2 separate regions of the Mus musculus genome follow, and region 1 is linked to region 2. Evidence: chromatin contacts called from public Micro-C data. All regions are on one chromosome and are shown on one strand. Each heading gives the region's core, a stretch centred on a gene start, on an enhancer-like site or on the middle of the called end of the contact. The rest is flanking DNA. Distances are from core to core; before and after follow the strand shown.

Evidence for each region. A called contact is a pair of places that touch in the nucleus more often than the background predicts.
Region 1: a contact with region 2 is called in a Micro-C map of the AtT-20 cell line, with 5 times the contacts expected there. The contact joins the enhancer-like site here to the promoter of Iqsec1 in region 2. A contact is called at or near these places in 2 of 39 promoter capture datasets (cranial neural crest and second pharyngeal arch cranial neural crest), 1 of 15 datasets of contacts at CTCF or cohesin (embryonic stem cells), 8 of 484 Hi-C or Micro-C datasets (the AtT-20 cell line, Th1 cells, cerebellum and 1 more), 7 of 115 datasets of contacts at active chromatin or transcription factors (embryonic basal ganglia, embryonic midbrain, embryonic stem cells and 4 more) and 3 of 9 other capture datasets (embryonic stem cells, liver and pancreatic islet).

What each region holds. Positions count from the first base shown.
Region 1 is chr6:91,013,087-91,019,720 of GRCm38.p6, reverse strand. Nup210 (nucleoporin 210) reads left to right here. Exons shown (of 40, transcript NM_018815.2): 36 at 734-984; 37 at 2,173-2,389; 38 at 3,640-3,735; 39 at 3,814-3,897; 40 at 5,225-6,634. The coding sequence ends at 5,322. Among named protein-coding and RNA genes, the nearest start is that of Gm38860, 6.4 kb to the right of the region's middle. Within about 2 kb of position 2,845, at least 15 of the 459 cell types and tissues checked have an H3K27ac peak or open chromatin away from gene starts, as enhancers often do. A contact at or near this core is called in the AtT-20 cell line, where this site is marked.
Region 2 is chr6:90,808,610-90,815,323 of GRCm38.p6, reverse strand. Iqsec1 (IQ motif and Sec7 domain 1) reads left to right here and starts at 5,201. Exons shown (of 14, transcript NM_001134384.1): 1 at 5,201-5,556. The coding sequence starts at 5,534.

The sequences.
Region 1 (6,634 bases), core at 1,596-4,095, 210 kb before region 2:
AGTGGTTGGGCTGACGACCAGCACTTTAGGCTGGCAAGCCTGCCTGGCCCCACTGCATGGCATGGAATGCTGCTGGCTGAGAGGGTGCAGGGGTATGGTTGATGGATGATTGGTATCCTGGCCTCACCAGCATCTAGCACAGAGGAGGTCCTTGTTGAACAAGGAAGTTTACTCATCTAGGTACTTCTAGTTATGTGTCGTTGATGGAGTCTAGCCCATGTGTCCAGATTCTAGGTTGCCCAACTGCCTGAGGCCCTGCTCCTTAATACCTGGCTCATCTGCCCTGGGCCAGGCACTAAGGACAGGACAGGACTAGACAGAGGCTGTCAACACAACCTTCTGCTGCACCTGGAACAAGGGCATCTTGGAGTCAGCTCTATCTTGACCTGTAGCCCAGGGTTGGATCATGTATCTATGTACCATTATCTGCCCTTGCTCTGGACCAGGTTGCCTGGGGCTTGAGCTGCAGAGCCGGCCCAAACATGATGCCTGTCTCAAGAGTGCTATTCAGTGCAAACCTCATCATCAGAAAATTCTGAGAAAGTGAGAGGACCATTGGTTACAGAGAAGGTGTCCAGGCTGGCCCAGGGCTCTGAAGGGGGTATTCCTAGAAGGACTCCTGGAGGACGTAGCTTATTAGCTGTCTCTCAAGTGTGTCTTGGAGTTCCCCTGTCATAGCAGGGCCAAGGTGAGGATCTGTGCACACATAGGAGAACAAGCCTTCTCTCCACAGGCCAGTACCTCTGCTCGGTTACTATGCGCAGGCTGACAGATAAGCAACTGAAGCACTTGAACATGAAGAAGACATCACTGGCAGTCACTGCCTCCATCCCCAGCAGTTATACCTCTGTAGAGAAGGTGGGAGCTGAGGTCCCCTTCAGTCCAGGGCTCTATGCCAACCAGGCAGAAATCCTTTTGAGCAACCACTATACCAGCTCCGAGGTCAAAGTCTTTGGTGCTGTGGAGAGTCTGGAAAACTTGGAGGTAAGCTGCTGTGGGGGCTTTGGTTCAGGCCAGAGCTGGTTCAGATTAGGATTTAGAGTTGTGAGGCTAGGGTTTGGGGCTAGGGTTAGGGCTCAGACGAGGGTTGGCTTCAGGCTTAAAGTTAGAAATATTTTTAGTTGCCTGGTTTACAGACTAAGCTTAGTGTTAAAGGTTGGGCTTAACAATGTAAGATATTAGAGGCTAGGATTAGTGGCTATGGTTAGTGGCTAGGATTAGTAGGTAAGGTTAGTGATTAGGGTTAGAATGCGCTTTGTACAGTTAGTGCAGGAGTTAGTGCATTCTGATTCAGGGTACCCTGTTCCATGTTGGAATAGGCCACTGCTGTACATGCTTTACGGTTACTGCCGCTTCCTCCTCCTCCCCTCCTCTTCCTTCTCTTCTTCCTCCTCCCTTCCTCTTCTTCCTCCTCCCCTCCTCCTCCTCCTCTTCCTCCTCCTCTTCCTCCTCTTCTTCCTCCTCTTCTTCCTTCTCTTCCTCCTCCTCTCCCTCTTCCTCCTCCTCCCCTCCTCTTCCTTCTCTTCCTCCTCCTCCCCTCCTCTTCCTCTTCTTCCTTCTCTTCTTCCTCTTCTTCCTTCTCTTCCTCCTCTTCCTTCTCTTCCTCCTCTCCCTCTTCCTCCTCCTCCCCTTCTTCCTCTTCCTCCCCTCTTTCTCTTCTCCATCCCCCCTTCCTCCTCTTCATCTTCTTCCTCTTCCTCCTCTTTGTCTTCTTCTTCCCCTTTTCTTCTGGCTGATAATGACTGGCCTCTGAGGCTTCAGTCCAGAAAGCCTACAAGGAGAGCTCTGATGTGTGGTTGGAGGAACCCTGTAGCCTGCTTCTCTTGTCTTGTGAGCAGTGGTTAACTGCTCACAAGGGATGAAGAAGAAGTATATAGTTGCTGTGGCAACCTGATGGGCTAGAGATGCTGCTTTGTGGGAACTTGGTTTTAGGCGCTACTTTGGGTAGGCTAACATTTTTATGCTCAACTAGAATTCAGTAATATTGATCATGCCCTCTCTAGCAGATTCTGAATGTGGGCCATGCTTCGGGGTATCAGGGCCCACCTGGTCCTGGGAGAGAAGTCCAGCATATGTGGTTAGAAGGGTGTGTCCAGAGATGAGCTGGACACTGCGGTCCCACAGTGTGCACTCCCTGCAGAGCATGCCTCCTCAGCACTGCCTTCTTCCCAGGTGAAATCTGGATCCCCGGCAGTGCTAGCCTTCGTGAAAGAGAAGTCATTTGGGCTACCCAGCTTCATCACGTACACAGTGGGTGTCTTGGATCCCACAGCTGGCAGCCAGGGCCCTCTGTCCACTGCCCTGACCTTCTCCAGCCCTGCCACTAACCAGGCCATCACCATTCCAGTCACCGTGGCCTTTGTGTTGGATCGTCGTGGGCCTGGTCCCTGTGAGTCATAGATGAGATATCAACTGACCCAGATCTGGGCAGGGAAAGCTGGGGCAGGGGGCCTTGGGTATCGGTGGGCACCTACAGCGTGAAAGTTGGACAAGTCAGAAACAAAAAATGTCTCTCAAAGTGGCAGTCTCTTTCTGTCACCAGTGCCATAATACTTCCCTTGTCACAATATCCTCAGCAAAGACCTGTGCTCAAAATCCTGCCATGGCTCCGTCTCTCAAGTGTAAAGCCCACGTCCCCCCACAGTGACCGCTGAGACCCATATGGTCTCTCCTGCCCATTCATAACTCGCCTCCTCCTGTGCTTCCTGATCCAGCACCAATCTGTTTCTTGCCTGTTTCTGGAACATGAGACCCCAGTCTGAGTCATTGGCATCACTGTTTACTCTGCATACAATGTCATTTCCCATTGACCTATGTCCTCAACTGTCTCAGACTGCCCGTCGAGCATTACCTCTTGGTTAACACAGGATTAGACTCTCCTCCTCCCAACCCACCCTCCAGATATGTGTTGGCCTATGGAGAAGTAACATTATTCATGACTGGGACTCCTGCCCGACTGCCCCAGGAAGTCCAGTGTGAGGACAGTTCTTTGCTCAGGGCCCTCCTGATGCCAGGAGCTACTCACTTCCTACCCAGCTATGTACAGACTTGTCCTGCTTCAGCTGCCTGTGGTCATGCAGAGGATGCAGGGCATGGAGTGAGGGCCCTGCAGTCTGGTGTCTCTCTACCAGGAAGTACTTGGGGACAAGTAGAGAGTGTAATAACACTGTTACATAGGCAGCAGGGATCTGGGATTCAGGCCACTCCACAGAGGTGGATAGCTTTGGGGCAGAAGTGCTGCCCACCTACACCCTGGGGCTCTTAGGAAGGAGTCAGATCAGGAGCTCCTATCCTGTGAGCCTCTGGCCCACCAATCGCTCAAGCTTTAAAGCTCACAGGGCATCTTCCAGAACTGCCTCTCTTTCTTTGGAGCAACCTAGCTGCCTCCTTGACAGAAAGGACACCAAAACCTGATGTGCCAAGCTGGTACCTAAGGATACTTTCTGGAAAGGACAGAGATGGCCAGAGGAGACAGAAGGAGATGCTGCCCTTGTCTAGACACCTCACATCTAAGACAGACTCGCCCCTGCATCCCAGGCAGTAGGACATGGTGGACCATGCAGATGTCTAGTGGCACAGGCCCTCAGGGGACCCAGCTATGGCTCTGGCATTTTGATGTCTGTCTTTGTCCTGTTGCAGATGGAGCCAGCCTCCTGTCACACTTCCTGGACTCCTATCAAGTCATGTTCTTCACCTTTTTTGCTCTGCTGGCTGGGACAGCAGTCACCATTATAGGTGAGGCCAACCTCATACCCCTTTCTCCACCCCGCACCCTCTCACCCTACTCACTCTCACCAGCCTCTATTCTTGCAGCCTACCATACAGTCTGTGCACCCCGGGAACTTGCTTCACCCCTGGCCCTCACGCCCCGTGCCAGCCCTCAGCACAGCCCCCACTGTGAGTACCTCGGCCACAGGCATAGCCTAGAGCGCCTCCACTAGAGTCATCTCCTGGGGAAGGGTGGGATCCAGGCCCCGAACCCTAGATTTCACAGCTTGTGTCAGAGCAAAAGAGACAGTTAGAGCTGAGCCCCAGGGACAGATGTGCCAGGGGACAAGAGTGTCACACAGACTCAGATATTAGTCTTGACTCCTCAGAGGCATCCATCCCCAGCAGGCTGTGGGATGGGAGGAGTTGGTAGAGACAGTGTTGTCTGAGCAGGGGAATTCCAGAAAAGACAGGCAGGGCTACCACTGAGAGGTCAGGTTGGGATGGGAGGATGGAGACTCTACACTGTCCTCATGAGAGATACTCCCACAGAGAAAGATAGGAAAGCCCACTCCTTTCAGTAATCTATTTGTCTGTGATGACCTAAGGTCTTAGTCACCCTCTACAGTTCCTGGGGTACCTTTCTCTAAGAGTCTTCTGGAATTGTGCAGTGCCCAGTAGCCCTTTGTCTCCTGACTCCCATTTGGCTTGTGTAAGAGGCCCTTGAGCTAGTGTTTGCTCATCTTAGTGTTAGAGGACAGCTTTATGGCCAGAAGTGCACGCACACCCACACACACACACACACACACACACACACACACACACACACACACACACACGCACGCACGCACGCACGCACGCACACACGCACACGCACACGCACGCACACACACCCTGTTATCAAAGCCTCTTCCTGTTGTCTCTGGTCTTCAAGGCAGGACTCCTGAGTATCCTAGCATGCTGGGTGGTAGCTGTCCTCATGGCTTTGGCTTGATGCACAGCTATTCTGCTACAGTCCTTTCTGACTCTTCCTCCCAGTGTTTGTTGAAGTTACCATAGGGTCTTAGTGACAAAGTTCCTTTCACTTGCCTCCAGGTCCTTGTTACAATAGCATTGTGCTCAAGAGTCTGGTTCTTCCATCCTCTTGGCTCCGTGGAGAGATAACAGGATGTGTCATGTGACCCACCCCAGACTACTGACTGAGCTCAGGAAGGTCAGAGGTCATGTTCCAGGCTAAGTGGATATAAATATTTATGAACCCTACACATCCCAGTAAATCTCATCCACACCCTCCACAGGATTAGCCCAGTCTAGCTCATAAGGTATTCATTGGAGACAGAAGGCTGCTGGGTACAGAAGCACAGGTTGGGCAGTGTACTTTCCCGTGCCTCCCCTGCCCCTGTCAGTTTCTGCTGTCCTAGGTATAAGCCCCTGGCATGCCATGGGCACACACTGAGGAGTATAGTGGGGATATTGGCTATTTATTCCTTCATGCTCACGTCCCTTTCCTCCCCAGATCTTGCCTCATCTCCGGCTGCTTTCAACACACTGCCTTCTGGTCGCAAAGCCAGCCCTCCCTCGGGGCTCTGGAGCCCAGCCTATGCCTCTCACTAGGCAATGTGCAGGGCTGGTATTACTACACAGCTGAACTGACACCTGGACAGAAGGGTCACTGTCATTTTCACACCGGGGTGAAACCACGCCTGGGCCCTAGGCCATCCTCACTGCCCTGGCCGTGCTGAATCACTGCCTGATTCACACAAGCAAGGGATTTTAATTTGTTTGCTTTTAAATCTCTTTCCCAGTCTTGAGGGTCAGGGCTTCCTGGTTCCCTCCTTCTCATGTGGTGTGCAGGGTTTGGGGGTGCTGCTTAATCTTGTATTTGTTCTGCTCGAGGAAGCTCGCTTCCCTGTTCATGGCTTTTGAGTATTGGAAGCTGTTTCTACATCATCTACAGATAATGTCACTGTAGTGATCTCAGGGAAAGGATTTTCTCATGACTCCTGGGGTTTTTGTGGTGCTTGGAATAGAACCCAGGGTTTCATACCTGCTTGGCAATTGCTTGTCCATTGGCACATGTGCACACCAGCCCTTTATTGTGGGTTTTTTTTGTTATTGTTGTTGTTGTTTTTTGTTTTTTGTTTTTTTTTTCATGAAAACTCACTCTTCTCCTTATCCTACTGCTGCTAGGAAATGTGGGGGACAAGCAGATGTGGATGTCCCCTAGGGGACACCATGCCCAGAGCCCTGTGCTGACTGAGCCTTCTTACTGTGATAGTTACTGAGCCTCAGCAGAGTGGCCCTCCCTTCAGAGCCCCGGGAGGACTTCGGTCTTGTTTCAGCAGAAGGGCTTCTGTCACCAGGGTTGGAGTACCTCTCGCTCTCCCTGAGGCAGCTTGGGAATAGCCACAGCATCATCGGCCCTGCCCTGCAGCCACTGGCAGGGATCTTCTGATCTCTGGGTTTGTTCTGAGATGCTGCTGTGACTTGTGGAGCAGAGAGACCCAGGGTCATCTGCTCATCTGCCTTGGAGGACACAGAATGCAGTACCTCAGTGGATCTGAGCCACCCTATTGGCCCTCCTCTCCCCCTCCTCTGCCACCAGCACTCGCCTCGCTAGCCCAGGAGCGAAGAGGATGCCTTGGGAATACGACGCATCTTCACGTCCAAGCTCAGGGTCATGGCCTCTGTTTCAGGTCCAGGTGCTGTGGTGCTGTCAGAATGAGCCAGAGACTCACCTCCAAGTGGACGTGTATGGGCACCACGTCACCAAGAGTTGTTTGCCTTTGAAGGTCATGTGTGATCCTTTGAGGCTGAGCCATAGGATGGACTTTCTGGACGTGAGGATAGAGTCTTTGTGCCCAGCCAGCCACTCAATCTCCCCCGAGAGCTGTTAATGGAGTCTTCCCTGCATTTGTTTAATAAA
Region 2 (6,714 bases), core at 3,952-6,451:
CCTTCCTCTTACTATAGACCTGCACTGTGTTGTATAAAGGTATGTGACACTGCTGTCACTCAGAAGCCCATAAGAACCTGTATTGCCTCATCTCCTACTTGTCCTACTCACTCTCTCTCTACTCCAAACTATCTCTTCTTTCTCTCCTTATCCCACACCATACTCAGGGCTTATGATCCCTCCAGAATGAAGGGACTAGCAGTCAGATACTGTGTGAGCTGTGGTGACTGTGTGGACTTCACCAGACAGGGAAGTAGTAGTGAGTACCTTCATCACCCCTGCCCACCACTGGAACAGACAATCACCCCAGCTCCCCCTTTCCCCTTACAGGACAATTAAGGGCCTTGCACAATTCCTTTAAGACAGGGCTGTGGAAAGGACTGAGGAGCCAAAGTGATCCCCTTCTCCCAGCAGGGGTGTAGCCTTTCTCACCTCTGCCTCCCTGCTTAGTTAGGTCTCAGAGCAACCCTGGGTCAGCCGTGTCCTATACAGATGAAGGCAGGCGAGCGTGGCAAATTCATGGTGATTATGGTAGGGCCACTTGTGGCCTGGGGACCTGGCCCACTGGTCCCCCTTACATAATCCAGTGTTCTGTGAGTTCTCTGATCTGCCTAATTTACATGTAGGTCTGCCCTGTCCTGTGTAGCCCAAGCAGCACTGGGTAACCCTGGTTGGGGAGAAAATCATGTTGGTCAATGTTCTTCCTGTACTGGACACTGCAGTCTCTAGAGGGAATAGGTGAGCGTGCCCAGAGCTGGCTTGAGGGGCCCTGCGTGAGAGGTGAGGTGAATAGGAACAAGAAGAGGTGTTGCTGAGTGCTTAATTCTGAGATCCTGAGCTGGGAGTACAGAGCAGTTCAGGCATCCACCCTGCCTGGCACCCTCACACCAGCGAGTTTCCAAGATTTGTACTCAGTTTCACAGGCTGTGTGAGACCATAGTGATCAAGTTTATTCCATGGCAATGTTTATATGGATGTCTGTCAGTGGAGGGGATTGGCTGATACATGAGGTGCATTGTTTATAACTGGAAAAAGCATACAGGAAGCCCTGAGTTTGACCCCTCAGCACCTCATACAGCAAGACTAGTTGTGCACACCTGTAAGCTAAGCACCAGGGATGTAGAAGCAGGAAGATTGGAAGTTCAAGGTTATCCACATCTCCACTGTGTTAAAGGTCAACCTTGACTACAGGAAACTCTGTTTAGAAAAAGAAATTGGAAAATCCTCAGACAAACTTAGTTCTGGAAGTGGGGCTTCTGAGCCATGAACAGAGCTTGAAGTCACTGCCTCACAGTGAGTGGAGAGCACAGCCTAGCTCAAGTTTGGGAACTTCCCAACCCAAAGTCCCCAGCTGATGGTAGATGTCTCTCCAAGCCTTGACCACTGGACTCACTGCCTAATTGAGAGGTGGAGCCTCTGGGGGGGGGGTTGTGAGTTGGAAAACCCTAGAATCACTGTATCAAGTTTGATCCTAGATCCCTCTGCACTCCTAGCTCAGGGTCTCCAAATTCAGCATCCCTGTCTTGTTCCCATTCAACCTCCAAGATTGAGCCCTTCAGGCCAGCTCTGGGCATGCTCACTTATTCCCTCTGGAGGCTGCAGCATCCAGTACAGGGTAACACTGATCAACATGTTTTCCTCCCTAATCATGGCTACCCAGTGTAACTTCTTCAGCTGTGCCTTTGAAGTACCATCACCAGCCTTGGCAAACTTGCTGTACCACAGCCAGCCTGGGACACTCTGAGGCACATCTGGCAAGGAGGGACTGGTGCCAGCCCTTGTGGTCCCAGAATCCGATCTTCTCCCCCAAGTCAGGGAATGGGGCACCCAGTGATATCTGGTTTGCTGCAGAAAGGAGTGTTTGCTGAGATTCTAGAAGCCCACACACACATTTCCAAAGATAATTGCTTAGGAGCCATTCCTTTATCAGTGACCTTGCTTTGATGGGAGGGGCTGTAGACAATGGAATCCCCATCCCAGCCTGCCCTACAAGGTCTTCAGTATCTGCAACGCTGGCCACAACTAGGATTTGGGAGGCATGTGATGTGCAACTGCAGCATGGAAAAGCCTATGCTCTGCAGAGTCTGTGATTCAGCCTTCCAGAGTGATGCTGAGCCGAGTGTTTGCTGCAGGAAAGGACACACGGTATGAGGCCACTTAAGTACAGCTCCAAATACTCACCGTAGTTTACACTGCTCAGGATGCCTGCATGAGGACAGCTGAGGAGGAAAGATTCCCTACAGATCATTCATGCAGTCTTGGAGCCTGGGTACTGAGCTAGAGAGAATGCTACAGAGATGTGACCTCCCAGGCTTCCGGCATGTTTATCAAGTGAGGTTTTTTCATTACAGGCAGCTGATGCCTCAGGGTTAACAGCGTTCATCTTTATGTCTTTTGGAAATTTTAAAATATTTTTAATGTCATAGCACATTATCATTTTCCGGATCCATGCAGTACTTTCTATTTCCTGCACGCATGCATATGTGCATGAATGCGTAGGAAAAGTGCCGGAAGGCTGCACTCCAGACAGATGAGAACCATTTCCACTGCAGAGATGAGCAGGAGGAGTAAGATGCGGGGTTGAGGGGAAGAGGACTATTCTTACTTTATGAACAGGCATTCTTGATGGGGCTGGTGAAGCACACGTTTCATCCCAACATTCCGAGAGGTAGAGGCAACCAGATCTCTATGAATTCCAAGCCAGCCTGGTCTACACAGTAAAATCCAGACCAGCCAATGTTACACAGACCCTGTCCCAAAAGAAAAGATGATTGTGTTATTTCTGCACTTTGCATTTTACTTACTGAAAATGTAAAGCTTCAGAAAAAGAAAAATATAGTGCTGGGGTGTGAAGTGTCTGTGTTTGGGAGACTGGTACAGGTAAAAGGGTACAGACCCTAGAGCTCCACAGTTAGTCCTGTGTCCGCCTAAAAGGGGGATGGGCTGCTGTCCCCGTGAAGAATGCCCAGTGCTGAGATGCATGGCTGCCTGCCTGGAAAGACTGAGACTGGCATATCTCCTTGTCATGTGCCAGCAGCCTTCTCTCCCTCTTCCCAAATGTTGTTATGCTCCTGCCTAGGGGACAGATGGCCACAGGTTGGAAGACAGAGACACTCTGCCTGAATATCCCTATCAGCCTGCAGGTTGGAATTTTCCAGTCTATGAGGCAAAGTCCTAGATAGGAAATTTCTGGAACCAGCCCTGGAGGCGTTTGCTTCTCCTAGACTGTAGGGATGAGATGGGGACATGGGTCCAGAAACTGGCTATGAAATGCTCTATGTCAGCCTCAGCCTGAACATGTAGATTGTTGGGTGGTCCTGTCTTACAATTCTACCCAGGGGCAGGCAGTCATGCAAGGCTGACTACCACTCACTCACACCTCAGGCATCTGGTCACAGTTGAAGTGGACAGGTGCAGTCTGCCACACCATTTCTGTGACTCTGAAACCTTGTGTGTTCACATCTTCAAAGTTGAACCAAGCAGTCTGACTCTCACTTGGTGATAGCATGCTCCTGTACTTTCTGTTGCTTCCTGAAACTCAGGAACTTCTGGGGTCTCAAGTTAAGAGACCAGCTGGAATGTCAACATTATGGAGTTTCCTTTATCTGACTGGTGCCAGGCAAAGAACATCAGGTGTGAGAACAACTGTGTGCTGCACTCAATGCTTTGTCAAAGCCTGAAAGCTTTGGCAGCTGTTTTTGAGTGTGGAGGTCTTTATCACTCACTCTTCTTTAAAATACAGCAGGATCAAGATGTGTGTGCCTCTCTGGAAGAGCAGCCAGAAAAGAGACAGGCATACAATGGATGTCATGGGTCCAAAAGGAGGACAAGAAGCAGCCCAGGATGGGGCCTTTAGAGCAGAGTGCACACAGGGTGGACAGTTCTCAATCACAGCTTCAGTTTACTCGTCTGTGATATGAGAGTGGGAAAAGCAGCTCCTCTTTAAGAAGTTTGAAAGCACAAGCACACAGGTGGGGGTGTTAGTACCCACACCCCCCCAGGGTGCCTTTATGAGCAGCTGTGGTTAATGACACACATTTCTGGAAGGACCTCTTCTGATGCTGTGGTGGTATCCTGATCTTGATAAAATACAGAGCAACTCAATCAAGGAGAGAGAGTGGACCAGTTTACCATGTGCTAAGCCTACATAAATCTGAATTATTCCTATGACAGCATTCTTCTGGGGAGGGGGGCTCTCATGGAAAGACTGGCCATTCCTAGAGCCCCCTGTATTTTGGCTACCCAGCTGCTTCAGCAGTTTCTACGCTGCATACAAGGACACTTCGCCAGATGAATGAGTTCCTCCTCATCTGGCCTCTGTCCCTCTTTGCTGTGTAACCTTCCATAAGTTTTTCATTGCCTCTGAGATCCATTTTCTCTGTAATAAAAGAACAGAACTCAAGAGTGAAGCCTCCCTCTTCCCCCAACTTCAGTGGGTCTGAGAAGCTAAAAGAATGGAACAAAGAAAATAGCCTGGCAACTGCCACCCTCATCCAGAGGGTTCACACTCTCACTACCTTCCCTGGAGGCAGCTTTGCAAGTGAAGACTCAGGCCAAAGTGCTGGCTGGGCCACCCTGTGTCTGTTAGTCCTAAATGAATGAGGACCCCCTCCACCTACCCCACCCCCCCACCCTCGTGCCTCCTCAGGATTTGATGTGTGCATAACAAGCTATGTCAGTTACTGTATGTGGTCAGCCCTCCTGAACCAGTTACACAACTGTCATGATCCCATTTTACAGTATCACATCTGAAATTCCCAGGAGACACTCTGCTTGCTGAAGTCTCATGGCCCCTAACTCCAGGACACAAGATCTCCTGAGTTCTTAGTTTAGTGGCTCCTATGTTTCCATGCCAGGGACGGGAAAGCTGCCCTGGAAAGCAATGCCATCATTACATTCTTCGGGCTGCGAGTGCATTTTAGCAACAGATTTCCAGGTTTCCAGTGAGGGCCAGAAGGAGCCACCTCATTGGTCTCAGCGCCAGGGCTCTTGGTTTTGCAGCCGCACCCACAGGGCGGCCCTGTTTGATGCTGCAGTTGCCATGGCAACGAGCACTTTGGCGATTGGTCCAGCGAGGCCGCACTACGTTGCTCCTGGAAGGAGGGGGCGCTCCTGCACTCCTGTCCCTCCTCCGGATGCTGCGAGAGCAAACCGGCACAGACACCCCCCTCCTCCAGCCCTCCCCTCCTCATCCCAGCGCACTGCCACCCCGGATGTGCGGGAGGGAAAATTCCCAAGGAAGTCCCAGGTAGCAGCGAGGCAGACGCCCCCGCCCAACCTGGCGACCATGGTGACTCGACGTCTTCCCAGGCTTCTGGGCACAGTGTAAACCCTGCGTAGGAGGACCTGTTTGGAGCCCCCTGCCACATTACATCCAGCATATCTAGATGAACCTGCCAGTCCTGGGAAAGTGACTGCCCTTGGCTTTCATTTTCTTCCTTTCCACCTCGCTTGAGCATCCTGTTCCTCCTCTGAACCACCTTGAGCCTCCTCAGCCCAGGCAGGAGAGAGAAGGAAATCAGACTTGGGCAGGATGGCTTGCCGAAGACGCTATTTGTGAGTATGCAAGACAAGTTTATCCTAAAGCCTGAGGCAGAAAGGACCACTACTCATGTTGAAGTGAGGGGCTTGGTGGAGGTGGGGTGGCTGCTCTGCAGGTGGCGTCCAGGGGGAGCAAGCTTTCGTCCAATGTTTGTACCCCTGCGGCAAAGGCAGTGTTGTTGATGATGAGGGGGAAAAGAATCTTAGTCAGCAAGTCTTCCTTGAGCTGTGAAAGTCCCCTACTGAAGCAGGCACCCTCCTCCTAATCCACATCCACAAATGAGGGTCCCAGACTCATGGCCGTGGTCTAGGCTTTTGTCAGTGCCCTTGACAGACCTATTTAGGGAAAGCTTTGATACTCAGCAAGCCCATGGCTTGCACCCAAGCCAGGTGGAAGGCCAGCAGCAGGCTGAGATAGTGGCAGGAGATGGCCTTCTCCATAGACAGGTGAAGGTGGCAGCAGTGTCCAGCTGTCAAGCACAGGTGTAATGTGCCGGTACTGAGCACCCGTCTGCTGGGCCTGATGCCAGCAGCGGAGGTGGTGAAAGTCGGGCTTAGGGTGGTGACATCACGGGACTGGGTATTTATGGAAGCAAAGCTGTGCTTAGTGAAGCCAGGCTTCCCAGGGGGCAGTGGGATTCAAATGCCAGCTTCCTTCTAGGCTCTCTGGGGGCTCTGCTGGTGCTGTTCTGGGAAGAGAAACCTTTGCCCTATGTGGGCACTCTAGGCCCTGGGGACTGAATGAGACTTGGGTCTGGTCTCAGTCTGCCCTAGTACTACCTGCTCAGTGCTTGGAAGCTGATAGAGACAGTTTGGTAATCTTGGACCTTTCAAGGTTTAAAAGCAAGGCATGACGTTCTTGAATTGGGATCAGCCACCAGGACTAGGAGAGGAGGCTTGCAACAGTTTTTAGGAGGTCATCTGGGAAATTCAAACTCTCTTCAGACTGGCTTTGAACTCCAAGAGGCCCCCAAGCCCCATCAAGGGCCCTCTGAGCCCTCCTTAGGCCTTGCCTCCTCCCCTCCTGAGAGGGGCGGATCCCATGCTAATGAGCCTGAAGGAAAGTAAACCTTGCCTGTAGCTGCATAATCAGGCTGGGCCCCTGCAGGAGGCTCTGGAAAAGCTTGTGAGTTCTTTGGTGTTTGAGGGGACCACACAGGGTCCTTGCTCTCC